Regions from separate parts of the Callithrix jacchus genome. Here region 1 is linked to region 2. Evidence: chromatin contacts called from public Hi-C data. All regions are on one chromosome and are shown on one strand. The core of a region is the stretch at or near the end of the contact, and the rest is flanking DNA. Distances in the headings are between cores, read along the strand shown.

Region 1 (6,629 bases), core at 3,812-6,311, 140 kb before region 2:
TAGGAGATGGCAGTGCTGTGGGGGAAAGGGAGGCTGAGTGAGGTGGGTGCTGTGCTGGGGCATGTAGCTAGGGAGGGGTGACTGGAGGCCCCACTCTTCCCACCTATGGCACTGCTCTCGGGCCAGCAGTGTGACAAGCAGGTGCAGAGGCTGCCTGACAGCTGTGTCTTACCACATTCTTTCTCACAAGGGTTCCAGGGAGTAAAGAGGCCTTTGGCCCCTGCCTTCGGGCTCTCCTTTCCTGCAGGGAGGGTGGGAGAGAAGGAGGAGCAGAAGATGGCTGAGCAGCCCTGCCCCACTGGACAAGGGCCTAGAGGAAAGGGGTGTTGAGAGCTGTAGCCAACCTCCATTCAGGCAAAGTAGTTAGAGGCATACAGTGGTTTTCAGTCTTGGGCAGTCTGGCTCTAGAACTCATGCTTTGGCCATAGTGCCACACTGTTGCTAGTGACACAGACAGCCTTTTCCTGCCCCAGTCTGTGGTACTCTCACTCCAGCCAGACTGCAGTCAATGGAGCCAGGGTTGAGGGCCCAGGAGGACACAGCCCAGGCTGAAATCTTCTGTGGTCCAGGCAAGGCAGTGGGAGGTTTCTGGACATCTGAGCAGCCAGATGACAGCCCTCCCTCGCTTCCTCCTTTCCTTCCTTCCTTCCTTTTGAGATGGACTCTCCCTCTGTCACCCAGGCTGGAGCAGTGGTGCAGTCTCAGCTGACTGCAACCTTCGCCTCCCAGGTTCAAGCGATTCTCTTGCCCCAGCCTCCTGGGTAGCTGAGACTACAGGAGAGCGCCACCACGCCCAACTAATTTTTCTATTTTCAGTGGAGACAGGGTTTCGCCATGTTGGCCAGGATGGTCTCGATCTCTTGACCTCCTTATCTGCCCACCTCGGCCTCCCAAAATGCTGGGATTACAGGTGTGAGACATCGTGCTCGGCAACAGCCCTTTATTATCCAGCAGCTGCTCTGTGGTGGCTGGACCCCCTCAGAGGGACTCTGTCACCGCCCCCACGTGGTCTTCGAGCCGCTCTGAGAAGCCACAGGAGCAACAGCTGCTGGCAGGGAAGCAGCGGACTCTCCAGTCTCCCCCACCCTGACCTGCGTCCTTGCGCCTGCAGAACTGCTGGGCATTTCCCTCTCACAACAGCAGGTGGCAGCATTGCATCTGTTTTCACCTCCAAAGTGCTGTGACCCCTGAGACCCGAGACCCTCTGCAGGCACCTCAGTAACTAGTGGTTTCCAGGAAGATAATGTAAGGGAGATAGAGAAGGGGATGTGAGTTTTCTCCATACCTGATAAAAAACATTTAGGAGCAAGGATCTCTTTGCTTGTAAAATAGCTCTCTAGCTGAACTTTTTGTTAGTAGCCTGTATTTTTTTAAAATAGGAAACCTATCTTTTTTCCTATGTTCTATACTTTCATAGGAAAGCTCCCAACAAAAAAGGAATGTGCTTCCCAGGGACAAAGAGAAGGTGTCAGAATGAAGATGCTGGAGAAAACCCTGCTGTCATTTTCCAGCACCTATGCTACTTCTTGTAGGGAAAAGAGAAGATGCTCTGGGGTCAGACTGTCCTGGGTTCAGATTCTGTCTCTGCCATTTGTTACTTGCAGCGTGACTACTCTGTGATTTCCTTTCTTTTTTTTTCTTTGTTTTCTTTTTTTTTTTCTGAGACAGAGTCTCGCTCTGTCACCCAATCTCCACTCACTGCAACCTCTGCCTCCCGAGTTCAAATAATTCTCCTGCCTCAGCCTCCTGAGTAGCTGGGATTACAGGTGGCCACCACCATGCCCAGCTCAATTTTTGTATTGTTAGTAGAGACAGGGTTTTACCATGTTGACTAGGCTAGTCTCGAACTCCTGACCTCAGGTGATCCTACCTCAGCCTTCCAAAGTGCTAGGATTACAGGGGGTGAGTCACCACACCTTTTTTTTTTTTAAATGGAGTCTCCCTCTGCCACCCAGGCTGGAGTGCAGTGGCACAATCTCGGCTCACTACAGCCTCTGTCTCCCAGGTTCAAGTGATTCTCCTGCCCTAGCCTCCTGAGTAGCTGGGACTGCAGGATCACACCACTGTACCTGGCTAATTTTTTTCTTTTTTTTGAGACAAGAGTTTTGCTTGTTGCCCAGGATGGAGTGCAATGGCACAATTGTGGCTCACTGCAATCCCCACCTCCCAGGTTCAAGTGATTCTCCTGCCTCAGCCTCCCGAGTAGCTGGGATTACGGGTACCTGCCACCATGCCCAGCTTATTTTTATTTATTTTCTTTTTGAGATGGAGTTTTGCTCGTTGCCCAGGCTGGAGTGCAGTGACACGATCTCGGCTCACTGCACCCTCTGCCTCCCAGGTTCAAGTGAGTCTCGGACTACAGGCACGCGCCACCATGCCCTGCTAATTTTTTGTAGCTTTAGTAGAGACGGGGTTTCACCATGTTGACCAGGATGGTCTTGATATCTTGACCTCGTGATCCACCCGCCTTGGCCTCCCAAAGTGCTGGGATTACAGGCGTGAGCCACTGCGCCCGGCTATTTTTGTATTTTTAGTAGAGACGGGGTTTCACCTTTTTGGTGAGGCTGGTCTCAAACTCCTGACCTCAAGTGATCTACCTGCCTTGGCCTCCCAAAGAGCTGGGATTACTGTGGCCGGGAACCACAGTGCCCGGCCATGTAATTTCTATCTATCAGTCTCAGGTCCCTTGACTGCAAACTCAAATCAATGACACTGCGCATTTTCATGATGACCAGATGGGATAAGCTATACAGCCCTCACATGATGCGTAGGACGGAGCTGGGCTCAGTCAATGATGGTTCACTTTCTCTGCTTTTGGAAAGGTGCGCTGTCACACCAATTTAAAGAGCTGGTGAGAACAGTCATTTTCAGTGCCTCTCCCTCATCTGCTTCTCAAAAGCACAGGCCTCCACAGAGATGAACAACTTCTTTCTTTTTTTCTTTTATGGAGACAGGTCTCACTCTGTCACTCAGGCTGGAGCACAGTGGCTCAATTTTGGCTCACTGCAGCCTCAACCTCTTGGGCTCCAGGGATTCTTCTACCTTAGCCTCTGGGTAGCTGGGACCACAGGCACCAACCACCACGCCTTGCTTATTTTTTGTATTTTTAGTACAGATAGGGTCTTACTGTGTCATCCAGGCTCGTCTGGAACTCCTGGCCTCAAGGGATCCACCTGCCTCAGCCTCCCAAAGTGCTGGGACTACAGGTGTGAGCCACTGCCCCCGGCCTGACATGAATAAACTTTTATGTTTCTTCCCTCCTTTCTCTTGTTTTTCAGAAGCTTCACTGTATGAAGATAGAACAGTAATAACAACAGAGGAGGACAGGAGGAGAGAGAGAGATGAGCCCGAGAAGGTGGTACAGCAGTGGGACCATTTTGAGGATGAGAAAGAGACGGATGAGGACGATGAGGCTTTTGCTCTGCAGAGTACAACAAGCGGACAGCACAGAGTGGAAGCAGGAAAAGCCAGAAGCAATTTGGGAGAAGTTGCCAAGGGCCTGTCAGGAGAATTAGGCACGAGATCAGAAGAAACAGGCAGGAAGCTACTAGAAGCTGACAGAAGAGAATCAAGAGAAATTTACAGGAGGTCTTCAGGAGAATTAGACCAAAGACTCTCAGGAGAATTCAGCAGACAGGAACCAGAAGGACTAAAGGAACTTTCAGAAGTTGGCAGAAGAGAGCCAGAAGAACTGGAAAAAACACAATTGGGAGAAATAGGAGAAATGAAAAAAACAGAAAATGAGATGAAAAAAGGAATATGAATGAAACCATCGGTAGGGATGAGGATCAGGAAGCTGGTGTCCAGAGGGATCATCGGATCTGATTAAACTGGATTTTCAAGCAATTTATCTGTAATAGGAAAAATGAGGGTTACACTTCTGCTGCTTTCTGTCACTGTTTTACCATTAAATAAGTGTCTTTCACTCTTGCAAACCCTGAGTCTGTCACTTTGCCTTTTCACCCCCAACCACTCTCAGAAGAGCCTCCTGGAAGAATCGAGAAAGGTGCTAAGAAGAAAGGGTTTCAGGAGGGTGAGCTTCAGGGAATGATAAGTCACAGGGAGGAGAAGAGGGGAAGGCCTGTGGCTTGGCTCAGACACAGAGGTGCTTCCCTGACACCCACGACTGGCTGAGTCCCTCCAGTGCTTAGGACACCAGCACGCTTTACAGATGGAACAATGTTGGGGTGGTCCCAGCTATCCAGGTGGGAGAATGCCCCAAGTCAGAACCAAGAGAATGCTGGGGCTGAGGCCAAAGAACAGGGCAGTAGCCTGGGAGTCGGAAGGGCAGGCAGACTCTGCCTCTGACACCTCTGGGTGGCACAATCAGGTAAATCAGGCTCTCCAAGCTTGCCTCTGTGAATAATGGGATGCTTGCCTTGGGTTGCTGCGAAGACTGAGCGCTTAGCACAGCACCTGGTACACAGGAAACTCAAAAGTCCAACCGAGCTCCCCGTGGCTTCACAGAGGATGTGGCATCTCAGAGGATGTTAGGGTTTCACTCCGTTACTTAACTGCCCCTTGGCTACTGCCATCCTGGTCTGTCTCCACAACTCCTAGAAGGAAGGGTAGGGGCTGAGACTGACTTTCGGCTGGCACAGGGCCCGGACTAGTGAGGCCAGTGAGCCATTTCAGATGCAGCGTTTACCGTGGTGTCAGTAACCTGCATGATAATACTTTAATCCAATATGGTAAAAAAATTTTCGATTAATGCAAAAGTCCATGATGAATAAAATATCAAAACTTAAGGACAGAATCCGACCTTGCACAACTCACTCACTTCCAGCTAATCCACGGGAGCGGGGAGGGTGACCGAGTTACCCCTCAACACGCAGAAGGAAGCGGCCGCCCAGTTGGCGGTCACAGTGGGTGGGTGCGCGCGGGGGCGAAGGCGCGCGCAGGGTCGGGACCCGGGGCGGGTGGGCGCGCAGGGGGCGGGGTCCGCCGGAGCTCCCGCGCGTGGCGGGAGTTTCGGGTTTCGATTCGCCGCGCCTGCGCGCAGAGGGGCCGTCCCGCTCCGCCCACCGGGCTATGTAAAGCGGCCGGGTTCGGGTCGCGCCACAGCCGGACTGCCGCGTCCCTCCGCGTAGGCGGGCGGCCCCAGAGCGCTGGTGCCGGCAGAGGCGGCGGCGACGGCGGCGCCCCTCCTCATCATGGTGAGCGGCCGGGCGGGGCTGGGCACGGGGTAGCACCGGAGCGGGAAACGAGTGTCGGCGCCCGTTTTGCAAACCAGGACCCGGGGCTTCCGGCTCGACTGCCAGTTTTCTTGGTACTCGGGGAAGCCCGGAGGTCGGTGAGAAGCGGGGTTACTTTCGGGGCCCGGAGAGGCCGCTGGGGAGGGAAACGGTGGCGTTTCTGAGGAGGGGAAACGAAGAAGCTGCTGCGCCCCTGGGAGCCCCAGCTGGCGGGTGGGCCTGGGCCGGGGGCTGCGGGAGCCCGGGAGCTGCTCCCGACCCCGCTCAGTCCTGCGCTGGGGCAACCGTTTCGCGCCCGCACCCCGGGCCACGTCTCTTCACACGGAACAGCTGCCCCGCGCCCGGGTGCGCGCGGGAGGCGGAGCCAGTTCAGAGGAGGAGACGCTTTACAGTAAAAGCTGCTGTCTCTTGTGGCTTCTAGCAGACAGGAAAACAAGTAGCTCCGAGAGGGGCTGCTGACACACAGCACGGTGGCGGTCAGAGCTGGACCCAATTGCAGGTGCCCTGTGCTGCCCCGGCCTGGGCAGGCACAAAGACCACGACTTTGTGGGGCCGGGAGGGGGCAGAGGAGGAGGTGGCAGGCTCGGTGAAAGAGGGCCTTTGTCCAGAGCGCTCCTGCCCTGCCCCCCACCAGCCTTTCTGTGGGACCATTGTCCCCGCATCCCAGACAAGAGAGTATTATCTGTTGCGGCCATTGTTGGGGGAAGGGAGACAGTCTTGGGGTAACCCTTCTCCACTCCCAGCCCTTCTCTGTGCACTCAGCCGGGGCAGCTGTGGCTTGGCCCAGAAACAGAGACCCCCCACCTCCAAAGAGGGCGTCCTTAGTAGGTGCCAAGCATATAAGAGCGAGGCCAATCCCAACCCGCAGGCTCCCGGCGCGCCTTGCATGCCTCCAGCACGTTTTCCTTTCCGAGGTGGCAGCAATGGGGAGAGCGCGCGCTTAGCAGAGCTTCAGACAGGCTTCCCTCTCCCTCCTCCACGACCAGAAGCGGACAGGTGCTCCCGGGAAAGGGACAAAGGTCCAGCACTGCCTCGCTTGGGAAGGCGTCCACAACCAGGCCAGGGACTAGGGGTGCGAGGCTGGCGGGGAGCCCGCGAAGGTCCTGGGCTGACATTTCTTCCCCTCCTTACACAGAACAGAGGCTTCTCCCGAAAAAGCCACACATTCCTACCCAAGATCTTCTTCCGCAAGATGTCATCCTCAGGGGCCAAGGACAAGCCTGAGCTGCAGTTTCCCTTCCTTCAGGATGAGGACACGGTGGCCACGCTGCAAGAGTGCAAGACGCTCTTCATCTTGCGCGGCCTGCCAGGAAGCGGCAAGTCCACGCTGGCACGGGTCATCGTAGACAAGTACCGTGATGGCACCAAGATGGTGTCGGCTGATGCTTACAAGATCACCCCCGGCGCTCGAGGAGCCTTCTCCGAGGAGTACAA
Region 2 (6,597 bases), core at 1,833-4,332:
AGCACAGCCTCAGCACAAAGTGGCCCCTGCTCTTTGGTTTGCAGAGCACTCCCCAGCATGTCAATGCTGTGACAGGCGCAGGCGGTGCCTTCTGAGTCAATCTGAAGAGTGGGCTGTGGGCATGGGCTGTATCTGCCCCATTTCACAGAGAGGAGAAATTGAGGCTCAGACACAGAGCAAGTGACCTGAAGTCATACAGCTAGTGAGGGCGGAGTCAGGGCCCAAGCCTGGGGTCCTCACCTCACACTGGCTCCCACTCCCGCTGTGTCCCTGCCCCCATGTACCTACCTGACTGCGCCTTTGGCAGAGGTCGTACTGTTTGCAGGGCTGCTGGTTGTGCTCCTGCAGCTGGGGGAAGCAGTTCTGGGGTGATGTGATGCACCACGTGTCCAAGTTGGCACAGAGCTGGGGGCAACAGAGAGGACTTTACTGGAAAGTAAGGGTCTGTGGGGACAATGGGCAAACCTTTGGGGCAGGATGGATCCCAGCTGAGGACAGGAGAGGGGGAAGCCACTGAGGGCATGGGCATTCATCTACTCAAATATTGCTCGCCCTCTCTGTGCCAGTCTTGTTCTAGGCACTGGGGACACAAAAGATCTCAGACTGGAGTTGGAGAGACAGATAATAAACCAGCAAAGAATAATGGACCCTTGCAGAGCGCTTTAACAAGCTCTGAAGAGGCTAGCACTGGATGATATGACAGAGAGCGGAGGGGGTGATCAGGGAGGACTTTGAAGAAGTGGCATTTAAGCTGCTCAGTGAATGACAAGGAGGAGGTAGCAGGTAAAGTTCAAAGGGAAGGGCATTCCAGACAAAAGAAATGGTAAGTGCAAAGGTCCCAAGATGGGAAGAAGCCCGCATATTCAAGAAGCAGCAGGCAGGCCAGTGTGGCTGTAGTATGAACTACAGTTAATTCTTTGCACCATAAGAAGCCATTGGAGGCTGGATCTTAGGTGAGGAAGGGGCCAGACCCTGCCATGGAGAGCCTGGGTAATGCTGGGGGGGATGGGGTAGTGGGTGGGCAGGCAGGCAGGCAGGCAGGGAGGGAGGTCCCTGGTGTGTCTGGTGGTGGGAGGCACACAGGGTCAGGCTGACCTGTAGGACGTGGTTGATGGCTCCATCGAGCTTGGAGGCCCCGCCGGTGCCTGGGGAGGCTGTGAGACCCAACACCTGGGGCAGGGGCCGTGCCCTCTGGAGTTTAAGTTCTAGGTACTGGCTCATGATGATGTTGTAGACAGTGTCCTTGTGGGTGTGGTGGCACTCATCCACCACGATCAGAGAGAAGGCTGGGGGCACAATGGGGAAGGCTGTGACCTATGTTTGCAAAGCCCTTCCCTCCCATAAACTCTCAGGTAGCCCCCACAATAATCTAAGAATTCCTTCTTCCTTTCACAACCTGCAGCTGGGTCCCAGGAAAAAGCCAGGCACGGGTGATTTCTCTCCATTTCACAGATTAGTAAATGGAGGCTCAGCTGGGGAAGGGACTTGCCTAAGATCCTACACCATAGCCCAGCCTGTTTCTGCTAGTGTCTACCGGGGTTTTGTAAACAGGCTCCCACAAAAACTCCTACCACCTTTACTTCGGGAGGTGCCCTGGGGTTGGCGGGAGGAGGTACCCCGGGTGCATATCCTTTTTCCCCCTGCCCACGGCCCTCACCTGTGAGCTCCACGTGCTCCTCCTCCTCAGGGCTGGTTAGTGCCATCTGCAGCAGCTTTGCTGTGCAGATGAGCAGGTCATGGCACCGAGCCAGGTGGCCAAAGCCAGCACGTGGCCCCATGTCCCCACTCAGGGTTGTCATGGTCCAGCGTCCATCTAGCATGCGGCTGAACTCTTCACCATGCTGGGTCACCAGGTGCACCTGAGGGTGGAGAACAAGATGGGAAGAGAAAGCTGAATCTGGGGCCAGGGGAGTGGAGAGGAGGTAAGGTGACCCACAGGACATAGCTGGGTATTGAGCCAGGGTGGAAAGACAGGTGAGCTTAGGGATGGACACAGCAGCTCTGGAATTCTGGTGGGAACTGAGAGGTGCCTGAAGAGCTGAGACCCTGCTTGGTGGTGGGGGAGTGGGGCAGGACGGGCAGGGGCAGACCACTCACCCTGTTGACCAATACAACCACCTTGGCTCCATCCACAGTCTCTAGGTGCTGCCTGGCCACATAAGCAGCCGCCCGGGTCTTCCCAGCACCGGTGGGCAGCCAGATGATGATATTCTTGCCCTCCAGGGCAGGCGTGATCACCTCCTGTTGGTAGGGTCGCAACTCCATTCTGGGAATAGCAGGAGACTCAGACCCACTGGCCCCTCCACCCCTCCCAACTCCTGGCCAGACCAGGCTGTGCCGAGACTTTCCTTTTGCCCAGGACTCCACCCCACTTGAGGGAGGTGGGGAAGGACACCCTCAAAACCCATCAGTAGCCTGCTCCATCAAAAAGCGGGAGCTGGAGTAACACAGGTTACACCTGCCCCCTGCTCAGCCCAGCTCTCACCTGTTCTACCGTGTAAGCTTGCCCAGGGCGGCCCTTCTTCGCTCAGCTCAGAGATCTGAAATGGAAATGGAAATGGAAACTGAAACTGAGGGGAGGAGCCAGCTGAGCCGACTTAGGAATCTCCCATCCCTGCCCCAAGAAAAAGAATCAAGAAGATAAAGAACGCTTTGTGCTGATAGTCATCACCAACTGCCAACAGTCGTCACCAACTGCCGCAAGTACAAAGCCTGAACGGCGAGTACGGCCACTGCGCCAACGCCACCTCCCTTGCTAGGGCCACAGCTCCATTCTGGGAATAGCAGGGGACTCAGACCCACTGGCCCCTCCACTCATCCCACTCCTGGCCAGACCCGTCCATGCAGAGACCTCCCTTTGCCCAGGACTCCACCCTACTTGAGGGAGGTGGGGCAGGACACCCTCAGAACCCATCAGGAGCCTGCTCTGGCCAAAAGGTGGGGGTAGGAGTAACACAAGCTACACCTGCCCCCTGCCCAGCCCAGGTCTCACCTGCTCCATCAGATAGGCCTTAGCTCAGCCTCGTGCCTGGCCTGGTGCCACTGTGCTCAGCAGAGAGAGCAGAGATCGGATATGGAAACTGAAATTGAGGGGAGGAGCCAGATGAGCTGACTCAGGAAAACTCCCATCCTGCCCCAAGAAAAAGAATAGGGTGTGCTAACAGGGAAGTATTCTCACTGTTACGGGATCCTCTACCCTCTGGCCCTTTTCGCAGTTAGTTGTAACCACAGCTACCCAGGTTAAGGTTAAGGCAGCGGGTTCTGACCCGTTGCCCTGGCATCTGGATCAGGAGCAGCTTGGAGGAGGAAGGGTGGGCGGCTATAGCCAGGCAGGACCCATCACCCTAGGAGCACAGGACCAGGTCTGAGGCTTGCTGGGGAGGGCAGCCTCAAGCTTGTAAGAGATCATTGAGGGCAAAGGCGAGCCTAAGGCTGGAGTATACCAAAGAAACAATCACACACAGAAATAAAAAGAGCTTTATTGTTCCCTCTGAGGGATTAATGCCAGGGAGTGAATGGTCCCATACCCTCCAGCCCGGGGGGAGGCTGACAGAACAGTGCCAGGCAAGGTATGCCCCCTCCAGTCCAAGCTGGACTTCCAACCCCTGCAGCAATCACTCAAGCTAAAACAAGCAGTCCTGGTCCTCGGGGAAACAGCCACCTGGGCCAGGCCCAGGACTCCAAGCCTTCACAGCTCTTAGGGAACAGGTCTGGGGGCCACCAGGGTTGGGCAAGGTCCATCCCCGGCCAACAGCCACTCTAGAGGAGCTGGGCCCAGACCCAGGAGACCGCTCACACACACACAGTGATGGCTGGGACAGAGCTGCAGGCTTGGGGGTGCCCGAAGGTCCAGAGAGGGCTGCAGGATTGGGGCCGCAGGGCCCCTGGCTGGAGTGTCTCAAGCTGAGTTGGGTCCATGGGGCCAGGGCACCCCCTAAGAATCAGATCAGAATCTGAGGTGGAGACGTTCCAGGTCACGGCTGCGGCCCAAAGCTGGGGCCTACTTGTCAATGAGCCCTCCCTCCTTGAGCTTGAAGTAGAAGAACTTCTCCAGGGCGCTGGCACAGCGGCAGTACTCGCTGTCGGGAGGGTTGTATTCGCGGCAGTTGGCAATGACCCGCTGCAGGTCGGCCACAAAGAGCTTCCGGGTCACGTAGTAGCGGCTTCGCAGGCGCTCAGTCATGGTCTTTAGGTCTGGGGCAGCAGGAGACGGAGCACAGCTTTAAGAGGCTGAGGGCTGCGGCAGGGCTGTCCGCCGGGGTGGGCCCCATGGGGCTGCAGGATGCAGTGAGGGCAGGAGCAGGTGTGGGGACAGAAGAGGAGTGCAGGGCATGGAATGGAGGGTCCTCACCAATGGGGAAGCGGATGACCTCGTAGTAGTCAGGGGCCTCCGATTTCTTCACGGGCTCCATGAAGGGCCAGGCACTGGGGTGCGACTAGAGAGAAGAGCCCAGCTGGGGACAGCCCTGCTGTACCCGCACCAGCCCGAGACCACCAGCCACCCCACACTGCATCAAAAGGCCACAGTCATTGGTGCAGGGGCCCTGGAAGGGAAACCCACTCTCCTCACCTTGATTTGGGCCAGCAGGTTTTTGAGAGTTGTGTAGAGCTGGTCGGGGTCCTTCAGCTCCTTCCTGGGGCAAGAGACACCAAGTCTGAGGCTCCCAGTCCCTCTGCCCTGCCCCCAACCCAGCTCTCTTGACAAAACACTCACCCCTTCTCCTTCCCCAGTGGCTTCCAGCCCGTCTCTCCTGCAAAGTGGGGAGGGGGAGAACATCCCTGAGAATGTCAGTCCACACCCCAAGCAGTGTGCCCCCCAACCCCTACCCCGAAACCAAGACCCCTGCTTACGAATGCCAGGGACGCTCTCCACAGGGATCTGCCTCACGCCCTCCTTGAAGCAGCTGAGCCCCGGGTAGACCTTGCGGATCTGGGCCTGTTTGCGTTCAATCAGCTTCTTGATGATCTGAGGGGAGGAAGGGTCTGAGGGGCAACTCCAGCCCCAGACAGGGGCCTCTAGGGGCCATGGTCGGAGCCATCAGCTGCACCCACCTGGCTGCAACACCACCTAATCCAGCACCTTCCCTCATTACTTCCCCAAAAGAGGCAGAGCAAGAACAAAGATCCCTGCCTGTGCCCTCCTCACACACACACGCATGTACACGTGGTCTAGGTCTACACACATGCGCTGGCCCTCCGCAGGCACATTCATGAAAATCCCACAGATGCGCACACCACCTCTTTCTGCTTCTTGATGATGTGGGACAGCTCCGTGTAGGGGATTCGGGGATTCAGCTCACACTCCATCAGTGTCGCTCCCTCGTAGTCCTTAATGTAGCCCAGGTAGCGGCTCTTGGGCACCTTGATGTCTTTGGAGAAGCCCTGGGGGATGGATGGTCATGACCCAGTCCATCTGTAAGTATTTCCCACCTTCTGCAGTCCCTCCCTGGGAGCACCAGTGGTGCTTGCCATGTGCCACCTCCCGATCCTGAACCTCCTTCTGGGGCACTGTGAGGCTTCAAACTGTCCCTGGAAAGGTCCCAGGTCATCGTCTGCTCCCAACTCATCCCCAAGAGTCCCCCAGTTCCTCCAGCCTGCTCTACTGGCCCCACAGGCCCCCATTCTCTCCTGGGGCAGCGGCAGCAGAGGAAGGAAGGATGGCATGGAGACTTCCCTGGCAGGTGTCAGATGAAACAGGGGACGCAAAGGGACTCCTACTTCATCAGACAGAATGATCCCAGGCTCCAGGCAAAGGACGGGTGTGGGGCGAGGCCACAGGTCACCTGCTTTTTGAAGTAGCCAATGGCGTACTCGTCGGCGTAGGTGAGGAAGTAGAGAATGTTGTGCTTGATGTGATACTCCTTCAGATGGTTCATCAGGTGGGTCCCATAACCCTGTGGGGTAGGGGAGCAGGACTCACCAGGAGCAGAGGATGGGCCTGGTGCTGGAGAGCGCTCAGAGCCCACAGTGGACAGGGCAGAATGAAAAGGAGGTAGGGAGAGCAAGAGCATCCAGGCACAAGGAAGAAAGGCAGCTGGCAGAGGAAGGAGAGTTTATGGGGAGAAAGGGAAGGCTGCGAGCTAAGCTCACTCTGGGTCAGGTGCAGTACTTGCTGTTTTACAGACCAATTCTCAAATTAACCCAAGAGGCGAGTATTACCACCTCTATTTTATAGAAGAGAAAACTGAAACTCAGCTACCTTAGGTAATGTGTTGACGGTCAGGCTGCCAGCCATGGCCCAAACACAACAAGAGCCACTGATGCCCAGTCCTCGGGCCTCAGAGTCAGGGGAAAAGGGAGAGGGAATCACCAGTGGCAGGAGCAGGAGCAATGCCTCCCACAAATCAGGGCCAACGACGCACCACGCAGCTCTGGGGTACGTGACACAAAGAACCAGACAGAGACCCTTCAAGTGGGTCTGTTGTGACCAAGGACAGAAGCCAAGACTATCAGCACAGGGCTACTGTAACAATTATTAGTTGAGCTGGGAGCAGTGGCTCACGCCTACAATCCCAGCACTTTGGGAGGCCAAGGCAGGAGAATCACAAGGTCAGGAGCTGAAGACCAGCCTAAGCAACATGGCGAAACCCAGTCTCT

Evidence for each region. A called contact is a pair of places that touch in the nucleus more often than the background predicts.
Region 1: a Hi-C map of skeletal muscle shows a contact between it and region 2, with 7 times the contacts expected there. The contact joins the promoter of CNP here to the promoter of DHX58 in region 2. A contact is called at or near these places in 3 of 3 Hi-C or Micro-C datasets (induced pluripotent stem cells and skeletal muscle).

The regions. Positions count from the first base shown.
Region 1 is chr5:91,260,472-91,267,100 of calJac240_pri, reverse strand. It overlaps CNP (2',3'-cyclic nucleotide 3' phosphodiesterase), which reads left to right and starts at 5,061. Exons shown (of 4, transcript XM_035300525.3): 1 at 5,061-5,289; 2 at 6,331-6,629. The coding sequence starts at 6,388. ODAD4 (outer dynein arm docking complex subunit 4) reads left to right here. Exons shown (of 12, transcript XM_035300514.3): 12 at 3,279-3,935. The coding sequence ends at 3,763.
Region 2 is chr5:91,116,879-91,123,475 of calJac240_pri, reverse strand. It overlaps DHX58 (DExH-box helicase 58), which reads right to left and starts at 3,082. Exons shown (of 14, transcript XM_078373588.1): 1 at 2,993-3,082; 2 at 2,486-2,540; 3 at 2,098-2,241; 4 at 1,658-1,859; 5 at 1,096-1,286; 6 at 289-405. The coding sequence starts at 1,820. It overlaps KAT2A (lysine acetyltransferase 2A), which reads right to left. Exons shown (of 18, transcript XR_013535667.1): 12 at 5,784-5,894; 13 at 5,184-5,382; 14 at 4,852-4,966; 15 at 4,715-4,751; 16 at 4,571-4,634; 17 at 4,352-4,436; 18 at 3,464-4,194.